Regions from separate parts of the Ovis aries genome. Here region 1 is linked to region 2. A link is a contact called in public Hi-C data. All regions are on one chromosome and are shown on one strand. Each heading gives the region's core, a stretch centred on a gene start, on an enhancer-like site or on the middle of the called end of the contact. The rest is flanking DNA. Distances are from core to core; before and after follow the strand shown. Region 1 overlaps DSTN (destrin, actin depolymerizing factor). Region 2 overlaps BFSP1 (beaded filament structural protein 1).

The links. A called contact is a pair of places that touch in the nucleus more often than the background predicts.
Region 1: a Hi-C map of liver shows a contact between it and region 2, with 2.1 times the contacts expected there. The contact joins two enhancer-like sites. A contact is called at or near these places in 6 of 16 Hi-C or Micro-C datasets (hypothalamus, liver, muscle and 3 more).

What each region holds. Positions count from the first base shown.
Region 1 is chr13:37,570,936-37,573,807 of ARS-UI_Ramb_v3.0, reverse strand. It overlaps DSTN (destrin, actin depolymerizing factor), which reads right to left. Exons shown (of 4, transcript XM_015099645.3): 4 at 2,083-2,872. Among named protein-coding and RNA genes, the nearest start is that of DSTN, 26 kb to the right of the region's middle. Within about 2 kb of position 1,602, at least 22 of the 54 cell types and tissues checked have an H3K27ac peak or open chromatin away from gene starts, as enhancers often do. A contact at or near this core is called in liver, where this site is marked.
Region 2 is chr13:37,488,299-37,491,284 of ARS-UI_Ramb_v3.0, reverse strand. All of the region lies in intron 5 of BFSP1 (beaded filament structural protein 1), which reads left to right. Among named protein-coding and RNA genes, the nearest start is that of BFSP1, 24 kb to the left of the region's middle. Within about 2 kb of position 1,479, at least 14 of the 54 cell types and tissues checked have an H3K27ac peak or open chromatin away from gene starts, as enhancers often do. A contact at or near this core is called in liver, where this site is marked.

The DNA of each region.
Region 1 (2,872 bases), core at 353-2,852, 82 kb before region 2:
CCATGGACAGAGGAGCTTGGCAGGCTACATATAGCCCGTGGAGTCACAAAGAGCTGGATGTGACTGAGTGAATAAACTTAGGCTGGGCAGAAGCCCCTTGAAGGCAAAGGAATGGGGTCACCTCTGGGGAAGGCAGGCTCAAAAGACCCTGGGGGTGCCGAGCTGCTGCCTGTGGACTTCAGCATCCACGTCTGGGGATGGGCAGGTTGAGGGCCTCGGCCCAAGGGCCCAGCAGCCAGAGGCCTGGCAGCGGCAGCTCCCGGCCAGCAGGGGGAGCCTGTGGACCTTGCTGTCCAGGGGCCAGGTCCACCCTCAGGCCCAGGAAGATGGGGGAGGCGGGGGTAGATGGGGGCATGGAGAGGCAGCCACCTACCCCGGACCCCAGGTGACAGGAGAGCTGGAAGCTCTGAAAACATCTGCGTTCAAAGATTCCCAGGGTTGACCTGAAGCTCAGGGTCTCACCGCCCATTAGCAGCCCCTCTAGATCTGGAAGCCCCATTGCAGTTTTTTGGATCACCTCTGGTCACTTGCATGGGGGGGGGGGGGTGGTCAGTAAAACGCACAACCCCTGGGATGCCTGGCCTTCAGGCAGTAAAACCACCAGACACTCTCCACAAATGCCTAACAGGACTCAGAGCCCAAAAGAAGAGTTGTTTTCCTTCCTGCCTCAAATGGAACAAAATCTAACTCAGAATTCCAGATTTCACAAATAACTCACCAGGAGTGTGATGGGAGTAGCTTGGGGGGCGGGAGGGGCGGGCGGGAAGAGACCCGAGTGCTGTGTGAGCTTGGACAAGTTACCTTCCTGGACTGGCTGAGGCACTGGCTCAGTAAGTCCCCTTCCAATGCCCCTCCCCAACCATGTAGTGACCTTCCAGCCCCAGCCCAGCTGGAACTTGGTCTGGAGGTGGCTTCCACGTTTTGAAAATACCCCAAATCGTGACAAATCAACGTCTGTCCTCAGGCCCATTCAGGCTCTGAGTCCAAGGACAAGCTGGTAAAGAACGGAAGCCACACGTGCGCGTGGACCAGGCGTACTCTAAGGGGTGAAGGGCTCCAGGAAAGGAACCCACTCGACCAAGGCCCATCTTTCCGTGTTCATGGTTCACCGTGTTCATGGTTTTCTCCGAGATTAATATTCTCAGAATAACTAACTTCACAGCCCAGCTCTAAATGTCTGTTAGCTCTAAACGTCAGTGGTGGTATCTGCTGCCGCTTCCTCGGGGCAGAAGAGCAGTCATTCAATGAACCCTGAGTCAGCTTTCCACCCACTCTTCAGCAATGTGTGAACACCTGTAAAAGTGTAATACGTGCTGGAAGCAGAGAAAACCTGCAGTTTTATTCCTCACCAGGGTCAGCTGAGGTCTAAGGCTCTCATTTTGCAACAGAGTTACCTGTAGTGTTGGTGAGCGAGAATCTAGGGCCCCAACCTCAGGAATCCAGAAGCTCCCCGGCAGAAAGATAAGTGGCTGTTAGCATTTCCCAATTTCTGGAGCTGAGCGCCGGGAGCTATTTACATGTCACACCCCTGGGCACTGCGCGAAACCTTCCCCACAGCACCCCACACACACACCTGCACGGAGGCAGGTGCTCATACCAGTGGCTCCACACGTCACAAGGTGAAACCACCGAGAAGACGGTCTCCTCCTGAACCTCCTGGCTCTGCCTGCAAGGCTGACTCTTCACCAGGGCTGTCTGGGGCCTGCAGTGTTTCTTGGGCGCCTGTCAATATTGAGAGCACTGCTCTGCAGCAGAGAAATTCAGGATGAAAGAATGACAAGCAGCCTGTATGTAACCAGTAGCTAGCACTGTTTTCTAGACAATCTGGAAAGAAGTATTTTGATCAAAGCATAACCTTTTTTTGGCTCCCAAACAAGAGATTAACAGCCTGGCATTTAGATAAACATTTGGAATAAGAGAACAGCTTCCAAATATACACCAACCTTTTCATTCAATCAGAGGAGGAGGGAGCTGTGATCTTAACTGTAATTGTCTGAAACAGCCAAGCCTCCCCACCTAACCACACATGTGGAAGGCAAAATCCTTTATTCCCAAGTCACGCATGAATAATTACACAGGAGAGAAGTTACAAATGCTTCCTTTATTACATAAAGCCAGTACTGCTACTTCTAAATTCCACTGTTTGTGCATATCTAGGTTGTTCAGTGTTATGCCTGTGATGTGAAGGACAGTCACTTCTAGGGGTGCTCAGCGTGGCCTCCCGTGTTGTCCATCATACCTGCTCCCCACTGCATGTACAGCTGCAAGCTACTCTAGGAGAGGAAGAAGTTCTCCCGGGCCCTAGAGTAAAAAACATTCTTCCATATTTTATTATACCAGAAGCAACAGAGTTCTGAAGGAGACATAATTAACTAAAGACAGTACAGAGTCGCAGTCTGTCAATACATCACCCTCACCGTTTTCATTAACAAAGTGGGTTACGCTGGAGCCCAGATCTGCTTTACAATTTGCTGTTACAAGATGGTGCACACTCTCCTGAATCCAGGGTGCGAGGCCTCTCTCAGAACAGCCTCCTGACCAGACCTGTGAGTGAGCGGCCCCAGGCTCAGGAGCGGCTTCCTCTGCCAACTACGGGCTGCAACAGTGCAAGGCCAGCGCTGGTTTGAAGCCTACACCCTTCAAGGCGGTCTCCACCATGCATCCAGTAGAATCACCAAGTTAGTACTTCAGTGTTGTTACATGTTGTGAGGAGAACTACTTTCCATGATTCAATTTATCTCAAAGGAATAAAGACATTTGGGCCAAAATTACAACCAGATTATGACCAAATCTCTAAGCAAACAAGAAAAAAGTAAATACCTGCTGGGGTTAACAAAGATGCAGTAATTCTCTTCATGTGGCCTTCTACTGG
Region 2 (2,986 bases), core at 230-2,729:
AAGAGACCCCTTAAAACTCGTCCTGCTCTGGTGACAAACTGTGGCTTGAGGACCAGACACGTTGATTTGGTGACTTGATGAGTATGTGGTTTTCTCTGAGGCTCTGAGAGGATGGAGGGAGGGTTTGAGTGTGTGTGTGTGTGTATGTGTGCACATGTGTGTATAATATATGTGAATATTTTTGTGTGTACGTGTGTACGCATATATGTGTGTATAAGTTGTATGTCTGTGTATGTGTGTGTGTGTATGTACGTATGTGTGTGTGTACATTTGTGTGTGTGACTAAGCATTTGGAGAAGTGCACACAAGCCCAGTCATGTTGGCGGAATTCTGTGTGCCTGTAGGAACAAGGATCCTGTTTCTTTACTACCAGTAGTCATTCCAGATGCTGCCCACTCTCCATCTTCAGGGACATTGACTCTTTCTCATGCATCTGCTCTCTTTGATTTCTGCTCTTGAGGGCTCATGTGATCAGGAATAATCTAGAATAATCTCCCTATTTTTTAAGCTCAACTGCTTAAGAACCTTGCTTACATCTGCAAAGTCCCTTTGCCAACTAACACCACAGAGTCTTGGGCAGAAGCTAAGGGGTAAAGGTCACCGGGGCCAAAAGTCTGCCTGATAAGCTCAAATTAAAACACACACATGTCTGGACCCACCCCAGAGTTTCTGACTCAGTAGGTCCGGGTTGTGGCCCAAGAACCTGCCTTTCTGAAGTTCAGGTGCTGCTTGCTAGCCCGGGAACCGCACTTGGAGGTCACTAATTTGGGCGGGGGAGGGGGGCGGTGAGAGTCCCATGCTGGGCCAGGATGTTCTACATCTGGGCCACTCATGTTCCCGGCCTGGGCCCTCCACAGCCTGATTCATGAGATGTTCACAGCTGGCTTTTTGCTAATTTTGAAATGTTGCCATGACTTTCGGATGGAGTAGCTAAGCTGTATGTTCCCAGGGAGACCAGTCAGCATAGCCCCTCAATGGGGCCAGGGCTGGGACTGGGGATGTGGTGGGGACGGTGTGGGGCAGCGCTCCTTGCAGCCTGAGGGCTTTGGCCAGCAGGGCTGTGGCAGCTGGCTCTTCCTATGGTTAGGGCATTCACAGGCTTGCCCCAGACCTGTGGAATTAGGGACTCTGGCGAGGGGCCAGCATCTCCTTCAACAAGCCCCCCAGGTGGCTCTGCCAGCTTTGAGAACACTGGTCTGCAGGTTGACCGCAACAGCACCCACGATTGGAGCTGGGGGCCCCTGCTTTTGAACGTGGACCACGCATGAGACCCCTGCACGTGGGCCATGCATGAGATGGTACTTATTCCAGGTGCCCGAGAAAGGACAGGCTCTCTAAATTCTCTAAGTTGTGTCAGATGAGTTTTTGTGACAGGAAGTGAAAACATGCAGATTTTTGCGAGTGTGTTGCCCAGACGTCATTTTTTGTGAAAGCCCCTTAGCACCATCTGGTGGCAGGTTTTGGTAAGATGGCATGTAATCTGGGAAGGACATGGTTTCTCTTTCCTTTTTGAAATGACCTTGGACCCAAAGGAGTCCAGGGGCCTGAGAGGACTGAGGCAAGAGGTAACCCCTCCAGACGGGGCTCACGTGAGGCGTAGCTCAGGATCCCTGAGGACCGTGTGTGCTAAGGCAGGCCCCACAACTGTGCTAGAACACTTGTCTTTCACTCAGATGTTTCTGGCGAGCCCCATGTGAGGTCCAGGAACACCAAGCAGAGCTTGGCTGGGCTCCTGCCTACAGTCAAGTGGGGAGATGAATATCAGCTGGTCGATCCAAATGGTCCAGGCAGAAATGCCCAGTTACCTGGCTCACAGTGAAGTTCAGGCTACCTCGAGGCCCATACCTGCCACCTGCCTCTGCCCCCTGTATCAGCTTGACTGCTGTTCTTGTAGTGACCCGGGGCTGTCAGTGGGCAACCCTCTGCTCCTCTCCTCTCCTGACCACCCCTGCAGACCTGGCGCCCGCCTCTCTGCTTCTCACGCCTCTCTCTGCAAGGCCCTTTGCTTCTGCAGCGCCCAGGACTGGCCTTACCTCCTCCTGGAAGCCTTCTGTGATGCCCCGCCCCCTGCACCTCCCCAGCACCTTGGACCTCTTCGTGGGTTCTGTGACACCCTGTGCTTGACCCTGTGGCCAACCTGGACTGTGGCTCCAGGAAGGAGGGTCTCTTTCTCTTACTGTCAGCCTGGTGCTAGATGGTGTCTGAAGCCCACATGGAAGTCAGTCCCCTCAGAGACATCTCGTTAGCCCCCTTTGAACTACCAAAAGGGGGGCTTTTATTATTTCTTTCTGAGCACCCCTCCTTCTGATGGAGGAGGTTTCAGTTATTGAGCTTTAACATGTGGGTGCTGCGGGCACAGCTCTTTCTTATTCACAAGGTAGAAGGGTGAGCTTTGATGAAAGTGTGTCCAGCTCTCATGTTCTCCTACCGCCCAGCCGACTCTGGGGTTGATGGACCCCAGCCACACTGGTCTGTGACCTGCAGGCTTTGTTCTCAGGACCGCTCCATGGAAATGGAGAGTCTTATGTGGGGATTCACCCACTCTGGATGGATTCTTGCCTCTGAGATTCAGGTCTAGAGGGGTCCTTTGAATCCCTTCATGGAAGCCATTTCTGGAGTGTGTGGATGCCGGTATGGTAAAGAGGGTGTGGCCACACCAGGAGTCAGAGGCTGTGCCTTGGCGTTTGATGTCCTAGGAGACTGTTTGAATGGAGACAGTTTTATTAAAATTTATTTATTTTTAATTGAAAGATAATTTATAGTATTGTGTTGGTTTCTGCCAAATATCGACGTGAATCAGCCATAGGTACACATATGTCCCCTCCCTCTTGAATCTCCTGGCCCCCTCCTACCCCATCCCATCCCTCTAGGTTGTCACAGCGTGCTGGTTTGAGCTCTGAAGTGAAGTCGCTTAGTCGTGTCTGACTCTTTGGGACCCCATGGACTGTAGCCTACCAGGCTCCTCCATCCATGGGATTTTCCAGGC